Regions from separate parts of the Lactuca sativa genome. Here region 1 is linked to region 2. Evidence: chromatin contacts called from public Hi-C data. All regions are on one chromosome and are shown on one strand. The core of a region is the stretch at or near the end of the contact, and the rest is flanking DNA. Distances in the headings are between cores, read along the strand shown. Region 1 holds the start of LOC111914976 (24-methylenesterol C-methyltransferase 3). Region 2 holds the start of LOC111914975 (serine/threonine-protein kinase STY46).

Region 1 (3,192 bases), core at 41-2,540, 180 kb before region 2:
TTAAATTAAAAACAGGAGATTGAACTAATAATTAAGATAAAGGGCACAAAAGAGCTAAGGTTTCACAAAAACAAACTATTAGTATTGAGAATAAACCTCAAATACTGCCGATGTGATCAAGCTTCTTGAGGTTTTTCAGGCTTTCTGCAGAGGATCATATGCATCGGAGTGAATATTCCGGTTTCTCCACCTCTGGTGAGATAATCCGCTGTTTTGAAGAGCATTTCGTGGACATCAATGGTGCCTTTGGGTGCAACCCCTAGCGTTTCGAGCACCATGACTACGATATGGTTCCTCCAGTAAGCAAGTCTTCCCATCTTCAACCTCGACCACCATGGTCTCGCCGGAGGCTTTGCCAAATCCTTCTCTTTTACCACCTCAAACCCTACCTTCTTCGCTGTCTCTGCAATATCGGAGTAACTCCTCAATCCAGGCAAGGCGTCGCCTCTCTCGATCCCCTGAATGATGTCTACATGTTCTGGATCTTCACCTCTGTACAATTCGGTTGTCACCCATTCATACGAAACGTACAGCGATCCAGGCTTTAAAACCCTAAAAATCTCGCTGTAAACATCTTCGAGCTTTGGCGCGTGGCAAGTCGCCTCGATTGAGTACGCGCCGTCGAAGCTCTCGTCTTCAAAAGGCATTTCTAAAAAGTTCCCGCATACGACGTCGCATTGCTTGTCCAATCCTGCTTTTTTGTTGTGAGCCTTCGCTCGGCTCACCTGATACTCGTTAATCGTAATTCCGACAACATTGCAGCCTGAATGAGCTGCGATTGCACGCATCGGACCTCCAACGCCGCATCCAGCATCGAGAATCTTCTGGCCAGGTTTTACACCGATCAGATCTACAGCCATCTGTTCGTGGATTTTAGTCGATTCGAGGTTCGATTTCCCAGGGATCGCAGGTGAAAAGTGAAAAGATTGCCCCCAGCCCCATTCGTAGATGTCAGTGACGAGATTGTAGAAGGTATCGACAAAGGCGGGGACTTTTTCTGCTTTTTCAATCTCTTTAGGGCGGCGGAAGAAAGACCAATACTCGTTGTAATTCTCTTGGACTTGTTCACGGTCGATGGAGCCACCGGAGAGATCGACGGCACGTTTTCCCTTTTGTTCGGCAGCTCCGAGCATGCAAACGAACCAGTAAAGGCCGCCGGCGAGGAGAGAGGCGGTGCAGACAAGGGCGATGGAGTCCATGATTGTAGAGAGAGAGAAGGGAGATAGTGAAGTTGTGGAAGAAAGTGAAGACTTTTATGGTGGAGGATTCCTATGGAATGTGGGTTTTTTTTCTACGTGTGGCTTTCAATGAAAGTAACGGTGCATTTCCTAGTTGTCTTTAGTCGACATTTTAAAATGAATTATCGATCTAATTTGTCAATAAAGTTTTGGTTTTTTCATTATTTAGTCCGGTTAAAATGTTAAAATAGATAATAACTTAAAAGATAATATATTTTTTGTTTTATAAATATTTAGTCATTCATTTTTTATTTTGTCCATATTTTTTCATGGAGCTTGTTGAACTAATCAAAATTCAAATAACATCCTTATGACCTGATATCAGAGGTTTGATCGTATTTGATAGCTCCGGTCATCTTTTCCGGCGAGACTCCGGTAGGTCTCCAAAGTTCATGATTTTTTTTGGCTTAGTCAAGAACTCTGGTATATTCTTTCATTCTCACTTCCTTCTCTTTACTCGTGAACTCAAGAACTAAGATCTGTGATAAACATACACATCAGATTGCTGTTCATCGTCTTTAACCTCCGGTCATGGTGTTCTTAAGCAAATCTAAACTGATTTCTTGACTAAAGCTCCAGTTTTCGAAGAATAAAACCCAAAAACAATTTTATATTCAAGTTTTTAAGAGCAAACTTAATTTCCAGAAAGGAAATCGAAGATTTCTGAGTGTGTGTTCATGTTTATCTTTTTTTGAATGTGTGTTCGTGTTCATCTTTTTCTGTGTTCGTGTTAATCTCTTTAGATTTTGATTTTTAAATAATAAACAAAATAACACACACACACACACATAAGATTTGGGTATGTATTCTTGAAAATCGAATGAAGATATATGAAGATCTGAAAATCGAATGAAGATATCTGAAGATCTGAAAATCAATTTGTGTGTTCTTGAAGAAAAATTGTGTGTGTGTTCTTGAACGATGTGTGTTCTTAAACAAAAATCGTGTTTTGACCTGATTTGAGTTCCATTTTCATTTTCCTTGATCGATGTGTGTTCTTGAACAAAAGTCGATGAGTGTGTGTTTATCTTTTTTCCAGAAATCAAATGATCTTCAAGGTATGTGTGTGTGTGTGTTCATCTTCTTTACAAAAATCAAAAATCATTGTGTGTGTTCATCTTTTTCACATAAATCAAAAAATCTCGAGAAGTGTTTGTGTGTATGTATTCATGCTTGAACATCATATTTGGGTTTATTGGAACGATTTTTAAATGTGTTCATGCTAGATTTTGGAACAACACACATAAACTCATCTGATGTGTATGTATGTGTGTTCATCACAAATCTTGAGTTCATGAGAAAATATAAGAAAAAGAGAAGGGAGAATAGAAGCTGAAACAAATATGAAGTATGTATGTTCATCTTCGCCAGAAAAATCATGAACGTCGGAGACTCGCTAGAGAAGATGACCGGAGCATCGTCGAAGGTGTCAAATATGTCGGAAATAGGCTAAACCTCCAAAACAGGTCATAAGGATGAATTACTTGTTCATGCGATGTACTCTAGTGATTTGTATTTTTAGGGAATCTCTGAAGCAGCATTATATAAGCGATGTTAGAGATGATCCTTAGGTGATGTCCTTAGCCATATAAGAAAATGCGATGTAGAATATGATCATTAGGATAGATCCATAAGAGATTGATGTATATAAGAAAATGAGGACGGGTAATCGGGTTAATTGCTTGATATGAATTAAACTTAATTATTATATGTTGAAAATCGCATGTACTCACCAAGTTTCCTAACCTGACCCACTCATTTTCTTTGTATCACATAAAGCAATGCAAAAATGATGATATTTGGATCTGAGGAGAGATTCGAGGAAATATAGGTCATGTTATAAATGATATTGTAAGGCAGGTTATGTTTATGCTTATGTTTCTTGCATCCGTTATGACATCCTAAGTTTTCATAATCAATGAAAACATTTCTTTGAAATTACTTTTATAGGAAA
Region 2 (3,302 bases), core at 151-2,650:
CAATACAACTTAGACCTGCTATGCACTCACAAAGAATTATTAAGATGAGAAAGATTATAAATAATTAATAAAATAACATTAACATAAAAAGGCACCACAGAGGGCATTCACGTCTTCTGCACATTCAAGACATTGAGAGTGAGTCATGTGATAATGTCCTATCTTGTTCACCTTTTTGGGTGCGAAAAAAAATTGCAACTTTTGTCTTGTTGACATAAGTTTCAAGTTTTAGTCTAATTCATGTCAAACAAAGTCTAATGCATGTCAAACACAGTACAAAATACAAACCTGAACAAGGCGAACATCGAATACAGGCCGATTAGCAGGATCATGTGCTAAACTCAGCAATCTCTTGTGCATGAGTACATCTTCTGCCCTTTCGACATTTACATCAAGTGCATACCTTCAATACAGCACAGAAAATGCATCAGATATGATATGAATAAACTATTCAACTTTAATTTCCAACTCGCCAGAAGAAAATATTAAAATATATTATCCAAGTGGTATTAAAAAACAAAGAAATCCCTAGGTTAAACAGATCCACTTACAGACAAAAACAACATATAAAATATTATATAATGTGGAAGATTTATATATATACCAGTAGAAAAACTAATAAACATAGACAAATTGCTACGCAGAAAATCGTTGAATACAATTTAATCAATGATAGATGACAAAAAAGTGTCTGAAGATCGAAGAAACAAAATTTGCTTCCTTCAACACTAAATGTTAATTCCGCCTTTTTCAATCCAAATCAACATTAAAAAAACATAAAATTCATTTACAAATGTGATCTGTTTTACGTTTTGATCATCTGTGGTTCTATTATCAAAAAAAAAAAACAAGGTTGAAATTGAATGGCTATTCAATAAGAAAAGAAGATTAATGGATTTCACATATACCTGGTCGGAAGACGATTGAAGTGCGCAAAGAGCTCGTCATCAAAACCAGGTTCTTTGGCTTCATCGCTGCTCGATTCTTTGAGTCGCAGAAGAATCTCATTGTAAACCTCTAGCTTTTGTATATGATTCCGGTTATTGTTATTATTCATCGCCGCCGTGGACGGCCGCTTCGATTCCATACTCATACTATCACAGCGCTCGTTATCCACCGTCACCATTGATACAAAATCAAAAATATATTTATCTACGTAAATCAAATTAAGCAACAAAAACCCCAAAATTCTTTCGAGATCCGATTGAATCACTTTTCAAGTTATAAAAGGAAGATTGAAGAACGTAATCTTCAAATTTGATGCGCAGTGTGCCTTCCGCTATGTGCATACATTGTGTACATATTCATGCCTTCTCTCACCCTCTCTATATATAGTATGTGTAGGGAGAAATTCTTAATTTATCTGTTTTCTATTTTCGGGTTAAAAACGGTGTCGTCCTGTGCAAATTAAATTTTACAAGAGGAATGAAATTGTCGTGTATAGCATAAGTCCTTCGATTAACATAATTCATCAACAACATTTTAGTAGTATGATGTTTATCCTTATCAAAAAAGTGGACATATTTTAATAAGATTTGTTGGAAAAGTCTTTAAATATATGAAGACATAAAACCGGGTTAATGTTTTTATTTTTAGGAATTTTGCTATTGAAATACTTTTTAGTCGGTTGTACAGATGATGATATAGTAAGATACTACTTAATGATAATGAAATTTTATGGATCAATAGTAAAATAACAATAAAATAATACCTAAAGCAATAGCATAATCTTTCTTAATAAATAAATTTTTTTTTTCCACGTATCAATCTCTTATGAGTTTTGACCTTTGTCATTTTATGGTATTTCTAAAATAAATATTAGGCACTTTTTAATTTTTGATTTGTTTTAATTTTTAAAATTAAAGTCATATACTTATATATATATATAAAATATTAATTATCATATATGATATTAAATTGCAATAAATATGTTTTCTTTCTTTCTTATTTTAAAAGTTGTACATTAAAAATATTTTCTGTTTACACTTTAATTTAATGTTTAATTTTTTTTTAAATCAACCCGTGTAATACACAGGTATTACACCTAGTACTCATTACATAAAGATTAAAATAAGATAATACATACCATCTATTATATAGAGGAAAAATGATATATTTACAGTAAAATAATATTTTTTGCGAAAATATAATAAAATTACAATATATGATCTGGATCATACTAAAAGAATATAATAAGATTCATTAAAACGATATTATTTGATCTGGTTCAGACATAAATATTACATAAAATTATCGGATCATACATACTTTTTTTAAGAAATAAGACACATAAAATGATAATTTTTTTATATTAATTTAGTTATTTTGATACTTGTAGATTTTTTGTACTTGTAATATAAATTTTGGAATTATTTTAATTCATAGGCTTCACTGAGAATGTTCATTTTTTAAATATGTATATCTTAGAACCATATTGTATATAATTTTGTTACAGTAAAATATTTTCGCAGTTAAATTTTATGTCATACAATTATAACACGCCAAGAATAATACATATCATTATGGAACTTCTATTTGATTCTAAGTTTAAAATATTTATCATTTAGTTATCGGTTTTCAGAGTATCCTTCCATTATAAATCAAAATCTTTTTGTCATATGCCTTATTCTCCTTCATTTGGACAAATGTCATTTTCTAGAATTTTTGAATTTTTTATTTTCCATTTGTCATTTTATTGTACTTTTAATTTTATTAAATTAAAATTCACATTTAAAATGTAAGATAATATATATGTAAGGTATTTATTAGAAATGGTTTATATATGTAATGTATTCAATTTATTAAAGCCTCATTAATTTCAATAATTTAATTTTTTTTTTATTTTTCTTATAAATTCAAACTTCTCAAATTGTTAAAATTTCATATCAATTTTTTTTTTTAAATAAACCTATCTCACACCTAGTTTATTATAAATTAAAAGTAATTAAATTATTTCTTTTTATTTACATATAGTTTGTCTATATCTTGACTTTACACTTCAGAAATTGGAATTATAAAGATATCATATCTTTAGTGTAATAGTGTAAAAGTAGAAAGGTTGACTTTGGCGGGTAGTTGAACTTTAATTTGTAGGTACAGACAAAGTAGTGTAGACTTCATGTGAGAAATGTGAATTGTAGATAAAAAGGGTTCGGGGATGGAGAATATGGTCTTGGGCTTATTGATTTTATTTATAAATTTAGCTAAAAGTTAAAAGTTTGTATATTTAACGTACTCAAATGTTTATAATTTTTTGTTTTGTTTTATTATAAATCTTAGATTATAATTTAATAGTTTAATTT

What was found. A called contact is a pair of places that touch in the nucleus more often than the background predicts.
Region 1: a Hi-C map of seed shows a contact between it and region 2, with 5 times the contacts expected there. The contact joins the promoter of LOC111914976 here to the promoter of LOC111914975 in region 2. A contact is called at or near these places in 2 of 4 Hi-C or Micro-C datasets (leaf and seed).

What each region holds. Positions count from the first base shown.
Region 1 is chr8:203,047,902-203,051,093 of Lsat_Salinas_v11, reverse strand. LOC111914976 (24-methylenesterol C-methyltransferase 3) reads right to left here and starts at 1,290. Exons shown (of 1, transcript XM_023910683.2): 1 at 1-1,290. The coding sequence starts at 1,199. The coding sequence ends at 117.
Region 2 is chr8:202,872,636-202,875,937 of Lsat_Salinas_v11, reverse strand. LOC111914975 (serine/threonine-protein kinase STY46) reads right to left here and starts at 1,400. Exons shown (of 16, transcript XM_023910681.3): 1 at 909-1,400; 2 at 289-403. The coding sequence starts at 1,126.